Linked DNA regions of Mus musculus: all the other regions are linked to region 3. The links are chromatin contacts, called in public Hi-C and promoter capture Hi-C maps. All regions are on one chromosome and are shown on one strand. The core of a region is the stretch at or near the end of the contact, and the rest is flanking DNA. Distances in the headings are between cores, read along the strand shown. Region 1 overlaps Alg9 (asparagine-linked glycosylation 9 (alpha 1,2 mannosyltransferase)). Region 2 has its middle 24 kb from the start of Gm32462. Region 3 overlaps Dixdc1 (DIX domain containing 1). Region 4 overlaps Ppp2r1b (protein phosphatase 2, regulatory subunit A, beta).

Region 1 (4,783 bases), core at 1,274-3,773, 140 kb after region 3:
CATTGCACCCGTACACCTTATCCATTTGTGTCCTCTGTGATAGGGTGGTCTGTGTGCTCTGTGATAGGGTGGTCTGTGTGCTCTGTGATAGGGTGGTCTGTGTGCTCTGTGATAAGGTGGTCTGTGTGCTCTGTGATAGGGTGGTCTGTGTGCTCTGTGATTGGGTGGTCTGTGTGCTCTGTGATAGGGTGGTCTGTGTGCTCTGTGATTGGGTGGTCTGTGTGCTCTGTGATAGGGTGGTCTGTGTGCTCTGTGATTGGGTGGTCTGTGTGCTCTGTGATTGGGTGGTCTGTGTGCTCTGTGATAGGGTGGTCTGTGTGCTCTGTGATAGGGTGGTCTGTGTGCTCTGTGATTGGGTGGTCTGTGTGCTCTGTGATTGGGTGGTCTGTGTGCTCTGTGATAGGGTGGTCTGTGTGCTCTGTGATAGGGTGGTCTGTGTGCTCTGTGATTGGGTGGTCTGTGTGCTCTGTGATAGGGTGGTCTGTGTCCTCTGTGATAGGGTGGTCTGTGTGCTCTGTGATAGGGTGGTCTGTGTGCTCTGTGATAGGGTGGTTTGTGTGCTCTGTGATAGGGTGGTCTGTGTGCTCTGTGATTGGGTGGTCTGTGTGCTCTGTGATAGGGTGGTCTGTGTGCTCTGTGATAGGGTGGTCTGCTTAGTGGGAGCCAGCAGAGGCAGAACTGTTTATTTCTGTACAATAACAGGTTTACCAGAGTATGTGTTGTGAAGGTTAGGTTAGTTGGAAGCTTACTGCAGTGTGACAGTCACCCATTCTTATAGCTGTAAAGGAAGACCACAGCTGGCTCCTGGCCAGCTCTTCCTCAGGGTCTCTCTTGCATTGGCCATCAGATGCTAACTGAGGCATTACCACTCTCTCACCCACACCTCTGGCCCCTGAGACTAGCTCTCGGCTGGATCTCAGAGGAGGCTATCACCCAGAGTTCCTGCCTGTGGCTTTCCTTTCACATGGGGGCTGCACTCCATTGCTGTTAGGACTCAGCCTTGGAAGACTTCTCCCTCATCCTGCTGCTGGTGGGAAGCAAGCCCCAGCCATGCTCAAGGGATGAAGAGTTGTATGGACATGTTATAAAATCTCCTCAGCTTCTCTAATGCCGTTCTCCTCCTGAACTATTTTTCAATTCAAAGATTTCTGACTAGACGGAACGGGGCAGCCCTGAAGGCCATTTCCCCTTCCTCCCCAGATGGACAGGAGACCACATCCTGGGCAGGCAGGCTTTGATGCACAGTGCAGATGCTATCTGGTCTTTAGGGAAGAATCCGTTGAATCAGTTTCTCCACATGACCAGCGAGTGGTGGGCTCTAGTGCTTTTTCTGTATGCCAGGCACTGTGGTGCCTCGCCTCCCTCACTGGTGCCGAGGAGAAACAGGAACGGCAGAATTCATGTCCTGTTACACTGTCAGCTCACTGCTCTCACAGTCTTTCATTCTCTGTCAGCTTCTGCCTGCTGTCTCCCCTTCAGCTCCTGCCCCTCCCCATTTCCCCCAAATACTTTTCTCAGATCTCCATCTAACATAGCTACCCTTGGCCAGATTTGGCTTCAAACTCCTTGCATGTTGCCTAATGTCTTAGTTCCCTAATCATTCAAATCTGCTGACATTTAGGAAGAGCAAATTGAACAAACCTTTTAATCCTTGTGGAGTCCAGCAAGCTCTGCTTTCTGTTGTTGTGGAAAGACATCTCCACATCTCCTCACTGAGCCAGTGCTGTAGACGGACGAGGAGATTCAGTGCTTCAGGTTGGCCCTGGCTTTAAGCTAATGGACCAAGCAACTGACAAGCAACTGACATCATCAGTTTTGTTCCAGCTTCTTTATGATTCTCAGCATATTAGAGGCTCTTAAATATATGACTTGGTGGGCTTTACAGTCTTTTTATTATTTTTACATTTTTATTACTTATTTTTTTATTATCTGTGTGTGAATGCATGAATGCATGTATGTATGTGTACGCACTGAGATTTGCAGGTGGTTGTGAGCCTCCTGTTATAGATGCTGGGAACCGAACACCAGCTCCCCAGAAGAGCAGCAAGTCCTCCTCGCTGCTGGGCCATCTCTCTAGCCCCTAGATTTACTTTCTTAGAGCTGGATTTATGTAATGGTGAAAAGGAGGCAGGAGCAAGGTAAGGGTCTTGTCAGAAGCCTGAACCTTAGTGAAAGAAAAACTGTTGCGGCGAAGTATACTTGTTATTTATTTCAAACTTTAAAGCTTGCCAGAGTCTTTTTCTTGAGATGGTTTCCAGTGCTCTTCTGCCACATGGATAAAGCCCAGATAAGGTTCTGAGGAGCAGGACTGAGCCTGCGAGACACTGTCGTGTGCTGCCTGTATCCCTCATTCACTACCAGATGGGAAAAGACTGAAGAGCACTTCCCCCAACCCTTGGCAGGACCGCAGGTCAGAAGGCTCCAGTTGCCTAACAGCAAGTCTTTCCCAACCCCACTGTTCTGAACGTTGGCTAAAGGTGACTGGTGCAGAAGCTAGGGTGTTATGCCAGATGCTGTACACGTCAGGAGCATGAGTCCCTACATACCCATGCCTGTGCTTCAGTAGACTTCTGACCTAGCCACCTCACAGCTCCTTGGAGGTCACTCTGAGTGGTCAGCACGGTGGCCCGAGTGCTGGATAGACTGCTGAAAGTTAAGTGTTATACCAGTCACATGGGTCAGGGCGACTTGGCAAACTCTGTGAACTAGAACCCGACAGGTCATTTGGCCTCTAGAATGCCATTGCTTTTGTTAACATGGGCACTCTGAATCAGCTGTGCCGCCATCCCATGGGCCACTGTAGCTCCCTCCCTCCTTCCTCCCACACTGTGTAGTTTCCTGCTTTGCTCTGCTCTGCCTCATGGATTTAGGACTAAAATGTTTGAGAAGAAAACAGAACCTGTTTTTGCTTTTGAAGCTCCGTTTCCTTGTGGAGGTGAGCATTGGATGCTAGGGGAGCAGACTAGATCATCTGATTTGAGAGGCTGGCCTTTTCTTCCACGTGTAGACTCAGGAGTGTTTTCCACGGGAGAGTTCTAAAAGCTGGAGATGCAGCATTGTGTCCTGTCCCTAGGCGGGCCCTCCAGCAAGTACAGCATGTTAGCCATGCTCCTGTGTCCACGCTTGTGAAATAGGGGTGTGAATTATCTCTGGAGTGCTTACTGACTATAAAGCAATGTCCTCACCCCGTGTCCCCCCCAAAGGCTGTTAAAGCACCCTTATGTTTGCCCATACAAGCCTTTTGAAAGTTAGCAGTGCTCAGTAAAGGATAGGTTGAGTATAACTGAACGTGAAGGAAAACCCAGATTGTCTTTAGAGCTAAAGGTGCTTTGAAGGGCCAGTTCTGCACTGAGAGGTATAGAAAACATCTCACCGAAAATTGCACTACATGGAAGAGACAGCAAAGAGCAGTTCCAGGAAGTACTCAGTGGGGCTGAACCAGCAAGGCTAAATGTGGTTTTAATGTTTGAGTGAGGGAATTAGTGGCTGGATGGACAGACAGACAGGTAGAAATGGGAGGGAAACCCATTGAGTGCAGTCTAAGCAAATTGACTCAGTATTTCCACTTGCACCGGCTGGTGGTTTCGGGGGAGACTAGCTGCCAGTCTTCTGCTCATGTCAGCAAGTACAGACTTAAGTCTCCACAGCAGGGTGCTCTCAGACCCCGATAAATGGGATGGTCATTGAATCAGAGCACATTCTGAGCTGTCAGCTAGTTATGCTGCTTGGACATGTTTTGTGCATAGCTGATCCATTCCAGCATTGCTTAAGAGCCTCTCTTACTGGGGTAGAGTGTTTGGGTTTCTATGATGGTGACACCTATCTTACATCTTGTTCCTTACTGATTCAGTTATAGTCAACCTACTATCCTTTGTTGAACAACTCTAATGTTCAGCGCTTGTGTTCTTTCAGGTCACAAGGCCTGTGGCATTTCCTTACAGGCCTTGTGGCATGAACTTTGATAGGTTTTCGTTTTGTCTTAGTTTGTGATCATGTGATTTATGTTTCCACATGTGTGAATGTGTGCATATATGCAGACTCCATCTTCCAGTGCTTAGCTGTTCTTCTTCAGAAACAACGTAGTCTAACAAGTCGTCTTATCAGTTAAAGCTGCTTCAGATCCTAATGGTGGAGAAACTGTCATAGTTAGGGATTCCCTTCTTTCTGAGTCAGAACAGATGAAAGAAGGAAGAAATGTAGAACAGCAGCTAGTGTCAGACCAGGGGAACTCCAGCCAACTTGTTCTAAAAACCGAGTCAGACAGCCCACAGACTCATTCCTTCCCAGTTGAGAGGTGGGCACGCTATCATAATAGCAGCATCTGTCTTACTTCTGGAAGTCATTAGCCGTTAGTGGCTCTGTGTGGTGACTGCAGAAGACCTGTGTTCCCAAAGGATGCTCTGTGCTGTGCTCTGACGAGACCCTGTGCTTTCTCCTTTTATAATTTTGTGCTCAGATCTGCCTATAAAATCCTCCTTGCTGAATGCTGTGTTTAGAATTTAGTGCTAATTTTCCGATGACTCCACACTGGGTCACTCCCCAACACTGCAGAGTTGGGGTGTCTCTTGATTCACTTCATGTCTGTCCTTGGCAAGATGTATAACCCAGGGCTGGTGAGATGGCTCAGCAGGTAAGAGCACCCGACTGCTCTTCCAAAGGTCCTGAGTTCAAATCCCAGCAACCACATGGTGGCTCACAACCATCTGTAATGAGATCTGACTCCCTCTTCTGGAGTGTCTGATGACAGCTACAGTGTACTTACATATAATAAATAAATAAATCT
Region 2 (5,398 bases), core at 2,196-4,695, 230 kb before region 3:
AGGAAGAAAAGCCTTTGTTTTCCAAAGCTAAACCATTACCTTTCTCAAAGAACGGAAGCTGTCCCACAGTAAAAACCCTGTCACTGGTAGCATACGAAGATTCGAATCTGAGCAGAGGGGCCACGGGCAGCACTTGCTGGTGCGGTAATGGCACGTACAGTGCAAAGAGTGTGTGTTGACTCTCCAGGAGACCGCAGTGCAGCCCCTTGATGTAGCGTGGAACAGCACAGCCAGACACACCGAGATTTGCTGCATGCTTTTTTGAGTTAACTTTTGATTGCTGTACTTCGAGGCACCTTTGACTGTTCCCAAGTCCCCTTCCAACTCCACATGCGCCTATGCAATGGGCCATAGCCTGTTTAGGAAGCTAGACTACATACACCATCAGCATCCTAACTGGCCTCTCAGGCTCCAGGACCCTCAGACCTTGAATGAATCCCCTGAGCACTGGCTGCCTCTGGCTCTATAGACATTTGCTCTTATTCTTCCTGTAGTGAGTCTTCTACACCACAGAAACATAACTAGAGCTCTGCAGGTCCTAAGTCCAGAAAGGGTTTCACTTTGCTGGATCCAAAGTGTCATTCGACCTGTGTTTTCTGGTGACTGTAGGGAAAACCCCATTTCCTTCCCCTTTTCACTTCCCTTGGCTCTAGCCTTCTTTCTTTCTCCTCCCTTTTCTCCCCCCTCCCCCACCCTCTTTAAGCAGAGCTCTCACTACCTCACTGTGTTTCTCAGACTGGCCTCAAACTCTTGGACTCGAAGTATCCTCCTTTCTCAGCCTCCAAAGTAGGCCAGCATCCTCTTTGGTCCTTAAAGACAGAGACACCTGAACAAGTCAAGGGTCTCTAACATGACATGGCTGTTGCCCTTCTGCCTCTTCCTCTTTCCCATTTTAGGACACTGGTGGTTGTGTCAGGACTCCCCCAGTATCTTTTCAGATACTCTGATTTCAGATATTCTGATAGACCCACTAGCATCCAACACCTTCACAGGTTCCAGGGATTAGAAAGAGGCCATCGCATGAGGTCATTATTCTGTCTACCACATACAACAGTCTCCAACACTGTTTAGGATTAACCACCAAGCCATGGTCAGCATATTCCAAGGAATATTTCCTCCCTGGAGAATACCTTGGGTTTCCTCTTCCTTTTACGTTTTCCTTTGCAAATCGTCTCCACACAGTGAAATCCTCACTGAAGAACAAGCTACACTCATGGTGGTCACAAGCACTGGGCAACTGGTTCAGTGCCCAGAGGCACTTGGGAAGGCTTGGGTGCAAGGGCTGAAGGCCAGCCCAGGCTCAGCTCTCCACACTGCTCACTGTGCTTCAGCCAGCAGAAGGGAAGCTATCATGCTCAAAGGGACTAGGCTTTTTCTAACACATCTGGCCAGGGGGGACATATAGAATACTTCAAACTTTTCCCCTCACCACACCATTCTCTAACTCACTGGGTCCCATGCTTCCCATTTATTATAATGTTGTACTGGCTGGCTTTGTGTCAACTTGACACAGGCTGGAGTTATCACAGAGAAAGGAGCTTTAGTTGGGGAAATGCCTCCATGAGATCCAGCTGTAAGGCATTTTCTCAATTAGTAATCAAGAGAAAAGGGCCCCTTGTGGGTGATGCCATCCCTGGGCTGAGAGTCCTGGGTTCTATAAGAGAGCAGGCTGAGCAAGCCAGGGGAAGCAAGCCAGTAAGTAACATCCCTCCATGGCCTCTGCATCAGCTCCTGCTTCCTGCTTGAGTTACAGTCCTGACTTCCTTGGTGATGAACAACAACGTGGAAATGTAAGCTGAATAAACCCTTTCCTCCCCAACTTGCTTCTTGGTCATGTTTGTCCAGGAATAGAAACCCTGACTAAGACAAATGCCTTATACATATTTACTATTATAACACTTGTCAAAATGTATCAGCTTCAATGTCCTCTTGGTTGCCTGGGGACCCGGATGTGTAAAACTGTTACCATGTGTATTTAAATAAGCTTAGATCAGCACTTGTCAGATTGTTCCCATTTCTCCGCATCAAATTGTTCACTATTTCTCCAACAAGGCTACGGAGCAGCATCTGCATACATGGCCTGGTAATAGGTGTTAGGGACAAATGGTAGCATCCAAGGAAGCAAACAGTGAGGGCTTGCATCCTACAGGGTACAAATCTGCTCCTCAAACGAGTGTAATCTAGCACGGCTCCCTCGGCAGCTGCTCAAATCAGGAAATTCTGAAAGAAAAAAAAAAGAGAGAGAGAACTTGGGGAAAGATGATCCTTCAGCTTGGTAATTTTTACTTTTTATTTTTACTTTTTAAATTATGTATGCATAGTGGGTGAGTGCAGGTGCCTAGAAAATCCAGAAGAAGGCAACAGATCCCCTGGAACAGGAGTTAGGGGTTTCAGGAACTGGACTCAAGCCCTCTCCTCTGCAAGTGCAGTACGTGTTCTTAAGTACTGAGCCGTCTCTCCAGACCCAACTTGATGAATTTTTTTAAGTGAATTCAACACAGTATATAAAATGCAGTGGTTTGGAGCTCTAATGTCCTTCAGACCCAGGCTCCTGGTTATCCTCACAGTATCTTGAAGATTTCTTCCCCTGTGTAATGGGAGCAAATTCTTAGAGTGGGTTTGTGAGGACCTGGCAAGTCAGGCCTCCCAGCAAGGGTCTGAGGCTGAGACAAGGAGGGGCTGGGAGGGGTTGCTTCTCTTCCATCTCTTTGAGAGCCACAAGGCAGCAGCATCCTTTCTGGAACCAAGTAGGCTCCTTCAAGGCAAGGTGATGTTTCACAAGGTTCACATGATAACCACAGTTCACAGAAGCAGGCCACAGGAGTGAACACTGTATGGGGGATTAGGGGAGATTAAGGAGAAATCCAGAGATGGCTCAGTGGGTAAAAGGCCTGATGACCTGAGTCTCAACCTCGATTCCATAGCCAGATGTGGTGTCTCACATCTGTAATCCCATCTCTCCTGAAGTAAGACTGAAAGTGGAGACAGCAGAATACCTGGAAAGTCGTGGGCCAGCTATGAGTTTCAGTAAGAGATGGGCCACCAGAGTAACAGGAATAAGAATTACCCTGACTCAGCAAGGTAGAAGGAGAAAAGAGACCCCTGAAATTTGTCCTTTGACCTGCCATTGCCTGCCAAACACACACACACCATATTTACACATCATACATACCATACATACACACATCATACATAGCACAAACAGTGCACACACACACACACATACCACACGCACAAACATAACATACATAAACATACCACACACACACACACACACACATAAATAAAAGTGTATTCTAAAGAAAAGAAAAAGAAATCTGAGAGAAGTCAGCCTGCAAACCACTGAGAGGACACAGGGAAAGGTCATGGGTGCCTACAGCTGCTTCTCTAAGCAGAGGTAGACCGATAGCCAAGAGTTGCAAGGAGGAACTTGGTTGCTCAATACAGGAATCGTTGGAACGAGAGTTGATCGGGCTGACGCAGGCCATCATTTGGGTGTGAAATAGATGGGGCCTGTGATGGGAAATCATGGTTGTCAACTTGGCTGCATTACAACCAAGCTATCACAGACCCACACCTCTGGGTGGGTGTGCCGGTTCCGGAGAGCAGTTAACTGAGGGGGAGTTTCACCTTAAATGCGGGTGGTGCGCAGGAGTCGAAGGCCTGGAGAGAAGGAAGAAGGAAAGGAGCTGGCGCAGGCCGCGAGGGCATTCCCCTTCCTCTGCTTCCTGGTTGCCTGTGGCACAAGCAGGTCGGCTCTGCCACCTGCAGCGCCCCACTCTCTTGACCTTCTGAAGCCCCGAGGCAAAACAAATCCTTCCTCTGTCGGCTACTTCATCGTAATTAAGCAAAAGTAACTAGTAAAAGTAACCAATACAGGACATAAGTGGGCTTTGGCTGGATTTTGAGGGAGTTTTTTGTTTGTTTTTGTTTTTGTTTTTGTTTTAGCTCTGAGAAGTGATCTGGAGCCCATTCTTGCCTGGGTCTTCATAGGCCGTACTACTATCTGCCACCAGGGGGCACAGGTGCTCCAAAAGAAGCAGTTGCTGTAGGGTTTTTGTTGTTTTGTTTTTTTCTTTTTTCTTTTTTTTTTAACTCATTTATTTTATGTGTGTGGATATTTTGCCCACATGCATATGTGTGCACCACACGCATGCCTGGTGCACACGGTAGTCCAAAGAGGCTGTCTTATTCCTAGAATAAGCACCAGCCAGCCAGCCATGTTAACTGCTTTGGGTTCCCTCCCATGACAGAATCCTCCTGTTAAGTATAACAGCCAGCAGCAGCAGCAGATAAACCGAAGAAATGAGTTCAAGGAAGCAGCCTGCAGTGTGTTGAGGATGTTTGAGTCATAAATGAAATGGACCCAGTCATACGGAGTCATATGAAGGTGAACTACCTATTCGCAGCTGGCACAGCTGACTGCTGGAGCAGCATCCGTTGGCTGAGCCCACCCACTCAGAGGACCAGAAACACACGGAACCAATCCTGGTGGCTCATTTCTATTGGGGGGCATAGCCAAAGAAGCATGGCCCTAACTGAGAGCCTTTGAAGCTGTTGACTGGGCAAACATCATTCTCTTCCTGGAATAACTGGAGGTGGGGTGCAGCATCTGCAGGAGAGGGCAAAACTGGGTCCAGCGTTCTCAGTAGGAGGTAGTGCAAACATTTCCTCCAAGCCATAGATACCGAGGAACCAGCTTCTTGTTTGCAGCTGCATGGTGCAGCATGGCAGGTTTGCTCTCTGGACATGATGGGTGTTGAGGGCACAGGGCAGGGGACAGCCCTGATTGTCAACCAGGATTGTCTGCTGCAGCATTGCACCAACTTCTGTGGCTTCCTACAGGAGCAAACTACTTTTCTGAGAGGTTCATCTAAAAAGAATCCAACTGAAGCAAGTTGACCCTTCTGGCTTAGTACCCAATAATAGAACACGCAGATTTTTTTAAAAATTAATTTTGGAAAAGAAAAAAATGTCATTACATTTAGCCGGGCAGTGGTGGCACGCGCCTTTAATCCCAGCACTTGGGAGGCAGAGGCAGGCGGATTTCTGAGTTCGAGGCCAGCCTGGTCTACAAAATGAGTTCCAGAACAGCCAGAGATACACAGAGAAACCCTGTCTCGAAAAAACCAAAAAAAAAAAAAAAAAAAAATTGTCATTACATTTAAAAACAAAATAGTTTTTAAAATCTCTAAAGTGCCCGGGCCTGGTGATAAATACCTTTAATCCTAGCACTCAGGAAACAGAGGCAGGAGGATCTCTGTGAGTTCAAGGCCAGCCTGGTCTACAACATGAGTTCCAGGATAACCAAGTAGAAAGATCCTGTCAAAAAAAAAAACAAAAAAAAAACAAAAACAAAAAAACCCAAAAACCTCTACACTGGTCATAACTGGAGTAG
Region 3 (4,837 bases), core at 115-2,614:
TAAACACTGATAATAATGTCTGAGAAAATCAAATGAACTTTGTTTTCCCATGGAATCATGGGGAGCGGCATGGGTAAGCAAGCACACAGCCTCCGGGCTGCAGGGAACTGCAGAAGCCGAGACACTGAAAGAACAGTAACCCCAGCGGCAGACTGCTCAATGGTCTCTAATGGTGGCAAACTAATAAGTCACAAATATTGCGTGTGGCTTGATATCCAACTTGTTCATCACTGAAGCAGCTAAGAAGTCGTGGGATGCTGTGAGCCCTTCCTCGGTGACAATGGATCCTCCTTGTCATCGAGCGGCAGTGACTTCCAACTCCCCTGTTTGGAGGAAATATTAGGCCGCTCGCTGCTTGTCAACTCTCTTCCTTTTTTTGTTATTTCTGTTTCATCAGTCACTGAGTTTCTCCTAAACCAAGGAACACAAACCAAACAGAGCCAAACTGATAGCTATACATACCTTGCTCAAATAACGCAAACTGTTCCAGGGGAGAAAAACCTGGTTAAGCAACCCCACCCCCAAATTCATGGAACACTTCCTACTGAAACAAGAGTAAGTCATTAAGTACTCATTACTGGAGTGGCAGAAAGGGATTTTTAAAAATTATTTATTTATTTTATTTTATTTTTAAACACAGAGCAAGGAGCAGATACCATAAACCTGAGGAATGTTTACGATATAAACTTTCCTCCAATTGGCCTGGGTTCTGGGGCATACATTATGCAAATCACTTTACAGAAGCACCAATCTCCTTTTTTCTTTAGGAACCCTTTGTTTACCCACCCTGTCAGTGGCGGGGAGCACGCCCTCCACCTTCCACCCTCCACTGCCTGCCAGAGCCTCACACATAATGTGGGCTTTGTTTACGTGTCCATAAATATTTCACAATTCAAAACCAGTGCAGCTCCCAGCACAAACAGGATGGAATATTCCGAGGTAATTTCAGGGTCGTCAGCACACTACAAGGGCTCCTCCAAACAGAGCCAATCGAACAAGGACAGAGGGTCGAGGGGGTCATGGTGGGCTCTATGTCAAGTGGGTCAGCCAATGTCTGGGGGAGATTTCCCTAGCTGATAGCACAGGTGCAGGGACAAATGAAGGGCTTTGTTTGTTCAAGGGAAACCTCTGCTACCAGGGCACTTGCCTTGGCATCAGGTGAGGAAGCAGCCAAGTCCCTCAGCTAGACACAAATGGGAACCTGGTGGCTTTACTACCTTCTTCTCCCTGTCCGCTGCAGAATTCCTGGGTGACAGTCTTTGTTAGAAGTTGCAGTTGGAGGTCGGGAAGTGCATAAAAGACACCTACCTACACAGCAGGGGCCAGCCAGAGCTTGCACAAATCCTAACAGCTGGACGGTAAACAAGAGTCCCAAAGTCCACTTAAAACATTCACCAACAAGGAATTCTCAGTCTTTAGGAGAGCTCACACACAACTAGAATCAGGTGCAAACGGATACTACCAACTTGAAAGGAATAATTAGCTAGGGCACAGAGGACAAACTGCGAAGGAGAGAGCTACCTGGAGTCCTGAAATCATTTTCTTTGCTTCCTCCATTTCTTTTTCTAAGTGTTCTTGTTGCTCCAACAGCTGTTCTTCCCATGTGGCTTCCAGGTAGGTTCCCCGGCTCCCAGGTCTCCAGTCTCGGGATGATGGAGAGTCTGGCTCATCTGCAAGATGAAAGGTGGAACCATAGTTCATGTTGAAGAATAATTTCCAGCAGACTGCGCGCGGCGTACTTCACAGGTTCAGGTCACCTGCTTTCTGAACCTGTCTGCACAGACACACTGGGCTCTCCACTAGGTGGGGTTGTGAGGCACAAAGAACTGGCTGTTAATGAGGTACCAGGCTCAGGAAAGCACGGGCTTGGGGTGGAAAGTCGATCGCCTTCACCCCCTAGGAAGCAGCTGGGCTCCTGCCACAGGGACCTGTTACAGCACAAAAACTCCCAACTCTGGAATTAACACCCTAGAGTCAGCCTTAGCTTCCCCTCATAACGGACTATAATTTCCAAGTAAATTACCCTTTCCTCTCCTAATCACTTTTGGTAGTGGTGGGTTTTTCGTTTGTTTGTTTGTTTGTTTGTTTGTTTTTATCACAGTGACTGACAGAAACCCTAGCTAAGATGAACTTGTTCCTCTCACCCCTTGGAGCCATAACTAAGCCCTTTTCACACAACATCGTGTGAGTCAATCCTGAAAGAAAATTATTTCCTTGTCTTTAAGACTCTTTGAGTGCCAGAGAAGGGGGATGCGAGAGGGGTGAGGGGGGAGTGGTTGGGTGGATAGAGGAGCACCCTCTTAGAGGCAAGGGGGAGAGGGAGGATGGTTCATGGAGGGGAGATTGGAAAGGGGGATAACATTTGAAATGTAAACAAATAAAATGATTAATAAATAAAAAAAGAAACAAACAAAAACAAAAAGAAAAAAATACAAAAAAAAAAACCAACCCAAAAAACAAAAAAGGCAAAAAGACCTCTTTGCTCCAGCATCCTTGTCTGCTTTGTACTAATTCCTACATGCATTGCCACTTACTGTGCATTATGGAATACAGAAGGTGTAAACTCTTTGAGCGAGCTTCTGTATTTCTAAGAAGTGCACAGTGACCATCTGAGTTGTAGGAGTAAAGATTTTAATGTAGGGCAGGTTGTGGTGGCCCATGCCTTTAATCGCAGCTCTATGGAGGGAGAGGCAGGTGGATCTCTGTGAGTTCGAGGCCAGCCTGGTCTACAATACAAAGAGTCCAGGACAGCTAGGGCTCTGTTACACAGAGAAATCCTGTCTCAAAATAAATAAATAAATAAATAATTTAATGTAAAGATGAAGAGGTAAAGCAGAAAGGACCCAGCAGTATCCAATAAACACTCCCTCCTCTCTCTTCGTAGCCTTAAGAGTTTGACTCTGTGGGTGACTCTTGGGCCTTTGAGACAGGGTCTCACAGTGTAGCCCAGGTTGGCTTGGAACTCACTAGGTAGTTTAGATGGCCCCAAATTTGTGACCCACCAGTCTCCATCTCCTGAGTACTGAGAGTACAGATGTGCACCCCTGTTCTCTGTTGCATGTTTATGGACATTTTGGTTCAAACTATGTACTTCTGGCACCAACCTAAATCAGCAAAGCACCAAAATTATCTTCACAGAATGGGAATAATAACTATTTACCCGAACACAGCTTCTGACTGCCCCAATGCCATTTATCTAATTCACAGGCAGTCAGCTAAGGGAGGGCTTCTCGAGGCTGGTGTGAGATTTTTCTGACAGACCAATACCAGGACTGACATTCTGTAAGAAGATAACTACATTAATTGGCTCAAAGGCATTAGAGCTCTCTAGAGCTGACCCTCTATGCACAGACAGTGAAGGCAGACATGGCCAGGAAGCTTAGCAGTCAGAAGCACTAAAGACTTCAGGCTTTAACAGGCTCCCCTGAAACAACCCAGGCCGGCAGTACCTGTTCTGTTCTCTATTCCTTCAGAGGGAATGATCACGAAATCGGCCTTTTCCTCTGCCTGGGTTATAATGGATTCGCTCTTAGCACTGTGGATTGGACTGGGTGAAGTCAGACTGCGATCAAACAAAAGAGAAGAGAAGCAATCATTATGAGCAGGTATAGAAGACAGTTTTCACAGTTCATCTCAGAGGTATCTAATTTACACCATGCCTAACAGGATACATAGCTCACAATTAGAACAAATGAAATAAATGTTGAATGAATAAATGAAAAAAAAAACACTAGTCCTTGGGAGTATTTTTGTTTTTCATGTTATTTAAAGATTTTATTTTTAATTATATATATGTGAGTATGTCTGTGTGTCGGGGTGGGGTGTGTGCACATGAATACAGGTGGCAGGTGTGGGATGTGTATATATGTGCAATGTGTGGGGTGTGTGCAGTGTTAGGGGGGTGTGCATGTGAATACAGGTGCCTGTAGAAACCAGAAAGGTGTTGAGTTCCCTGGACCTGGAGTTTCAGAAGTTGTGAGCCGTTCTAGATGGGTATTAGGAACTGACACTGGGGCCTCTAGAAAAGCAAGAAGCACTCTTTACCACTGAGCCATGTCTCTTACACCCTAAGGAGCCTTTTCTATGATAAGGCTGCCTTTAAGCATACTTGATTAAAATGAGAGCTACCAGAATAGGCAATAAATCATCTTTTAAGAATTTTGTGTATCCGCCATTATCATTTCATAGGCCCACATTCAGAGGGTTCCATCAGCTTTTGGAGCTGGATCAAAATCATATTTCCAATAATCTGAGTCTCTTACAAGCAACCAGAGACCATCTCTAAGCTAACCCCAGGAGGAGTCACTAGTCACTACAGGAGACGGACTTGGGGCAGAGACTGCTGGGGTGGATGCAATGCCGGGATGGGGGGAGGGCAGGGATTCATCCACAGGTGAACCAGAACAGAAGAGTGCAGGCTGGAGAGACAGCTTACTGCACAAGAGCACCTACTGCTCTTGCAGAGGACCCAGGTTCAAGTCCCAGCACCAACACAGTGGCTCAAAACCATCTGTGACTCCAGTTCCAGGGGATGTGACATCCTCTTCTGACCTCCACAGGCACCAGGCACACATGTGGTGCACAGGCGTAGAACGTGGGCAAAACAATCATACGCATAAAAACAACCCCTTTCTTTAAAATAGGAGGGGTCACAGGGTGAATGAAGAAAACTCTGCTCGTGGCAGCTGAATGGAAGGAAGCTCACGTGATTAGCTTTGACTGAAGAATTATCATCATCTTTGCCTCAGTTTCATAGTTTCAAATCATCTTGAGACACCACCTTTCAATACTTCCTCTTCTGATGTACCTTTGGGAGGAACTGTTGAGCTTTTTCCGG
Region 4 (5,085 bases), core at 1,444-3,943, 180 kb after region 3:
GTACCAGCTTGCAATCCCACCAGCAATGGAGGAGTGTTCCTCTTTCTCCACATCCTTGCCAGCATCTGCTGTCACCTGAATTTTTGATCTTAGCCATTCTAACTGGTGTGAGGTGGAATCTCAAGGTTGTTTTGATTTGCATTTCCCTGATGACTAAGGATGTTGAACATTTTTTCAGGTGCTTCTCAGCCATTCGGTATTTGTCAGTTGAGAATTCGTTGTTTAGCTCTGTACCCCATTTTTTAATGGAGTTGTTTGAATTTCTGGAGTCCAGCTTCTTGAGCTCTTTGTATATATTGGCTACTAGTCTCCTATCAGATTTAGGATTGGTAAAAATCCTTTCCCAATCTGTTGGTGGCCTTTTTGTCTTATTGACAGTGTCTTTTGTCTTACAGAAGCTTTGCAATTTTATGAGGTCCCATTTGTCAATTCTTGATCTTACAGCACAAGCCATTGCTGTTCTATTCAGGAATTTTTCCCCTGTGCCCATATCTTTGAGGCCTTCCCCCACTTTCTCCTCTATTAATTTCAGTGTCTCTGGTTTTATGTGGAGGTCTTTGATCCACTTAGACTTGAGCTTTGTACAAGGAGATAAGAATGGATCAATTCTCATTCTTCTACATGATAACCGCCAGTTGTGCCAGCACCATTTGTTGAAAATGCTGTCTTTTTTCCAGTGGGTGGTTTTAGCTCCCTTGTCAAAGATCAAGTGACCATAGGTTTATGGATTAATTTCTGGGTCTTCAATTGATCTGTGTGTGTGTGTGTGTGTGTGTGTGTGTGTGTGTGTGTGTGTATGTGTGAGAGAGAGAGAATGGTTTCCTTGTATAGGTATGTGAAGCATATACACGCCTGGTACCTGTGGAAGCAGAGTAATTCCCTAGAACTGGAGTTACAGACCTTTGCGAGCTGCCATGTAGGTGCTGGGAACCAAACCCAGGCCTCGTGTAAGAGCCTCAAATGTCCTGGATGGCTGAGCCATCTCTCTTGCCTCAATAGATGTAGTCTTAGTTTTTCTTTTTGTGTAAATTTTTGGTCAATTTATAAAATGTTCTCAGGACTCCCCAGCCCGGCTCGTAGGCCTGATGAGTGAATAGAGTTAAACTGCAGACTGTCTGAGGAGATGACAGAAACTCCTTAGCCTGGGATACAATAGGAGTCTGAGGACGAAATGCCTGCCAGGATTGGTCAGGCAGGGTGAAGCCGTCCTGGGTAAAGCACAGAGCCCTGGTCATTGGTCAGGAAGGTCTCAGAATTGACCCAGAAGAATACGCATAATGAAGGCAGGCGTGGTGGCTCATGCGTTTAATCCCAGCACTCAGGAGGCAGAGGCAGGTGAATTTCTGAGCTCGAGGCCAGCCTGGTCTACAGAGTGAGTTCCAGGACAGCCAGGGCTACACAGAGAAACCCTGTCTCAAAAACAAAAAACAAAAAACAAAAAACAAAAACACCACCAACAACAAAAAAAAACTGCATAATGGCCTCAGAAGGAAGGCACCCGGAAAGTGTATCCTGGGCTTACCTGTGTGGTGTGTGTGCCCTGTGGCCAGAGGTCTCAGGGTTTGTTCCCAGCTTGTGTGGACTGACCAGCAGGCTGGGGAGCCAGGCTCCAACTCTTACTTCTGCCTTTTGCCCTGTACACTGGTGCCTCCTCTTTTCTCTCCTGCCTTCTGCCATGCCCTAGAAACACTGTCCTCTGTTGGTGTCACTTGGAGTACCCTGCCTCGTGCTCAAGGACTTGTTAACTAGAAAGGAGAGAGGACGACCCCCAAAGCCCTCAGCAGCTATTTTTCTGGGTAACTGGCTTTCCCATGATGTCTGGATTTGTTCTGCAGACTTCCTCCTGTGTTGTGCTGGCCTGTTCTGTTCTGCTCAGCCCTGCGCGTGCGTGTGTGAGTGTGTGGGTGGCTCAGTCCCATCTTCTGTAAGCGCGGCCCTCGGCGCTCACTCCCTTGGTTTTGCTTTCTATGATAGTGTAATGGTTTGTAATTCCATGCTACTGTTTTTATGGCTTTTGTGGTTCAGCTTGTGTGCAGGTGTGCCTTTAGCTCTTAGGTGATTACTGTGCAGTGTAAATAGAACATCTTGTCCTAACTTTGGAAATTTTTACTAATGGAATCTTCTATATCCATAGGGTGTGGAGTTCTTTGATGAAAAACTCAATTCTTTGTGTATGGCCTGGCTTGTGGATCATGGTGAGTAGACAAGTTAAACACAGAGACTGTGGCGAGTCCAGGCTTCTGCATGTTTGTGGTGTTCACACATACTGTTTACAGAGGAACCCTGTGGGATACTCCTTTGCCTTGACAATGTAAGGCGGAAGAAAGGATGGTGAGGTTCCACTGGCTTCCCCTTATTACATAAACATTTCACGTACTTAATTTGGACAGGGTCTCATTGTGCAGCTCTGCCTGTCTCCTGAGTGCTGGGACTAAAGCAGGTGCAAGCTGACTACAGGCTGACATTTGTACTTGCGTTATTTTCTGTTTTAAGTGTGTTTTCTGTGCTGAGTAAGTCTGTCCTCTTCTACTTCCTGCTGCCTTTGAGCTTCAGATTCTTAGCTGGACATTTCCTCCAGCGCCAGGGTTTGCAGCCGACCTGCTGCCATTGGCGTCTTCAGTATCTGAAGAGCAGGCTGAGACTGGACAGACCTGGCTGGAAAGAATTGGCTCCGTGGGCTTTCTGAGATGAGGTGCAAAGGTCCAGTAGTAGTGGGGATGTGTGCTGCACCCTGGGACAGAGCCAGAGCTTCGGGGTTATGAAAGGAAAGCTTATTGTTTCTTCTTTGCCTGCTGCTGCTGTGCTGGCGGATGTAAGCTCAGGCCAGTTGAGATTGGACAGGAATGAGCAGGTGCCTTCCTGGTGATGCCTCAGGGCAGTGTGTGCACATGTCTATCTCCCTGGCAGCTGATGACAGAGGGGCCCTCTGTGCCAGGTCCTAGCCTTAGCAGCTTCAGTATCAGGGAGGGCCTTCAATTTTCATGTGCTATGTCCCGTGGGCTCTGGGTCCGTGTTTTGGTGGGTGTGATAAGCAGCCTGTTGTGGTCCCAGTGTGCTGTGTAGACTCTATAGATTGCTTGCATTTATCTTTGGGTACTTGTGACTAGGTAGTAGGAAAAGAATAAGAATATCTGTGTCTGCTTACACTTGTAGGTGGTTTTGTTAAAAGCGCATTTGCATCATATGTCTAAGAGTGTAAAGGGAGGTTATGAAGCTGTGTATGTCAGTGTGTTAGGGCATGTATGGATACATCTGTACTTTAAATAACAGTGTAGACTTCTTTATTCCTTTTTTCTCGAGTTAAGTTTTTAATTATCATTTATTTAAAAAAAAACTTGGTAAATCATAGGAAAGCATCTGTAAGTATGTATAAGTAGCATGCCTGTATGTGCAAGGAGCGTGCCTGTATGTGCAAGGAGCGTGCCTGTATGTGCAAGGAGCGTGCCTGTATGTGTAAGGAGCGTGCCTGTATGTGTAAGTAGCGTGCCTGTATGTGTAAGTAGCGTGCCTGTATGTGTAAGTAGCGTGCCTGTATGTGTAAGGAGTGTGCCTGTATGTGTAAGGAGCGTGCCTGTATGTGTAAGTAGCGTGCCTGTATGTGTAAGTAGCGTGCCTGTATGTGTAAGTAGCGTGCCTGTATGTGTAAGGAGTGTGCCTGTATGTGTAAGGGGCGTGTCTGTATGTGCAAGGTAAGGAGCGTGCCTGTATGTGTAAGGAGCGTGTCTGTATGTGTAAGGAGTGTGTCTGTGTAAGTAGTGTATCTGTATGTGAGTTTGTGCTTGTGCTCGGGTGTACTCTTGGAGGCCAAAGAGGGCATCGGATCCTGCTTGGGAGCTGGAATTGTTGTTGTGAGCCCTCTGGCTTAGGTACTGAGGGCTGAAATCCAGTCTTCTGTAAGAGCAGTATATATTTTCTTAACCACTAAGGCATCTCCCCATCCAAGAGACTTTTTTATTTAACCAAGTTTACTTTGGGTGTAAGTAGCCCTGTCAGTGGTGTTCCCAGAGACCTTTCTGTTACTTCCTTTGAAAGCAATTAAGGATTAAGACTGGCCTTTTTCTGTCCTTCAAATTAGGAAGGCCTGTTAAGGTTCCAGTCTTCCACAAGTTGAGAAATGACAGCTGTTCTGTGTAGGTGGTGGCTCTATGTGACTTAAGCATCCCGCCTCCTGAGTTCCTTCCAGCTTGGGAGTTAGCAGGTTGGAGTTCATGGACTGCAGGATCCCTGATGCATTGGGTGGCTGGCAGCTGAGAGCGGGCCTTTGCCATGGGCTTCCTCCCAGCTTTTGTAGTTTCGGTTAGATTTTTATAATTTGAAGAAGAGTGATGTTTTGCACCGTAGGTGGTATACAGTGAGTGGTGAGCAGGTTTCTTGGGAACTATCCCTTTATCCCTCCCTGGCATGAAGCTTCTCTGCTGTAAGACTTGAGGAGTCTGGAGAAGCTGGGGGGAGGGTATGAAGGTTGGGTTTCTGTCCGTGGGCAGTGTGACAAGAAGGCAGGGGGGCCAAGCAGTGGTGGCGCATGCCTTTAATCCTAGCACTTGGGAGGCAGAGACAGGTGGATTTCTGAGTTCCAGGCTAGCCTGGTCTACAGAGTGAGTTCCAGGACAGCCAGGGCTACACAGAGAAACCTTGTCTTGAAAAACAAAACAAACAAACAAACAAAAAAGAAGGCAGGGCTCAGTGAGGGAAAGTTAAGTGGTGGGTACCTCATAAATTTATCTTTTATAGGATAAAGATACGTATCCAGTCAAAGTTAGTGAGAACTGATAGAATTAGATATGTAAAGAAACCTTTCAGATCAGCCTAACCTTGAAGGGAAAGACAGACACAGACAAAACAAGGAGTGAGAACTTGGGAAAGGCTTGCATTCCTCTGAAAACAGAATTGAGAGGTGCTAGAGACACAGTAGGCCTCTGGCCAAGTAGAGTTGAGTGCAGTTGAGGTCTTGGTCAAAGCTCAGTCTCTGGGTACTGTGGCACTGGAACCCTGCCACATGGCCTTGTAGTAAGACTGATCATTCAAAACCAGTAGCTAGGAGCAAAACACAGGTGCTGCCCTTAGCTCCCCTTTACGTCCGTGTGT

Evidence for each region. Hi-C and Micro-C count contacts between places; a contact is called where the count stands out from the background. Capture Hi-C pulls out chosen DNA fragments and counts their contacts.
Region 1: a Hi-C map of liver shows a contact between it and region 3, with 1.6 times the contacts expected there. The contact joins two enhancer-like sites. A contact is called at or near these places in 3 of 39 promoter capture datasets (the 3T3-L1 cell line and stem cell-derived epiblast-like cells), 2 of 484 Hi-C or Micro-C datasets (the P5424 cell line and liver) and 3 of 9 other capture datasets (adipose tissue, liver and pancreatic islet).
Region 2: a promoter capture Hi-C map of liver shows a contact between it and region 3. The contact joins two enhancer-like sites. A contact is called at or near these places in 1 of 15 datasets of contacts at CTCF or cohesin (CD8 T cells) and 2 of 9 other capture datasets (adipose tissue and liver).
Region 4: a promoter capture Hi-C map of liver shows a contact between it and region 3. The contact joins two enhancer-like sites. A contact is called at or near these places in 1 of 115 datasets of contacts at active chromatin or transcription factors (pancreatic cancer cells) and 2 of 9 other capture datasets (liver and pancreatic islet).

What each region holds. Positions count from the first base shown.
Region 1 is chr9:50,832,743-50,837,525 of GRCm38.p6, forward strand. The region is part of intron 14 of Alg9 (asparagine-linked glycosylation 9 (alpha 1,2 mannosyltransferase)); the gene reads left to right. Among named protein-coding and RNA genes, the nearest start is that of Ppp2r1b, 22 kb to the right of the region's middle. Within about 2 kb of position 2,524, at least 71 of the 459 cell types and tissues checked have an H3K27ac peak or open chromatin away from gene starts, as enhancers often do. A contact at or near this core is called in liver, where this site is marked.
Region 2 is chr9:50,459,111-50,464,508 of GRCm38.p6, forward strand. No RefSeq gene overlaps it. Among named protein-coding and RNA genes, the nearest start is that of Gm32462, 24 kb to the right of the region's middle. Within about 2 kb of position 3,446, at least 110 of the 459 cell types and tissues checked have an H3K27ac peak or open chromatin away from gene starts, as enhancers often do. A contact at or near this core is called in liver, where this site is marked.
Region 3 is chr9:50,692,022-50,696,858 of GRCm38.p6, forward strand. Dixdc1 (DIX domain containing 1) reads right to left here. Exons shown (of 20, transcript NM_001374656.1): 6 at 3,450-3,562; 7 at 1,522-1,670. Among named protein-coding and RNA genes, the nearest start is that of Gm39337, 2.8 kb to the right of the region's middle. Within about 2 kb of position 1,365, at least 35 of the 459 cell types and tissues checked have an H3K27ac peak or open chromatin away from gene starts, as enhancers often do. A contact at or near this core is called in liver, where this site is marked.
Region 4 is chr9:50,871,513-50,876,597 of GRCm38.p6, forward strand. Ppp2r1b (protein phosphatase 2, regulatory subunit A, beta) reads left to right here. Exons shown (of 15, transcript NM_028614.3): 11 at 2,135-2,195. Among named protein-coding and RNA genes, the nearest start is that of Gm25558, 14 kb to the right of the region's middle. Within about 2 kb of position 2,694, at least 22 of the 459 cell types and tissues checked have an H3K27ac peak or open chromatin away from gene starts, as enhancers often do. A contact at or near this core is called in liver, where this site is marked.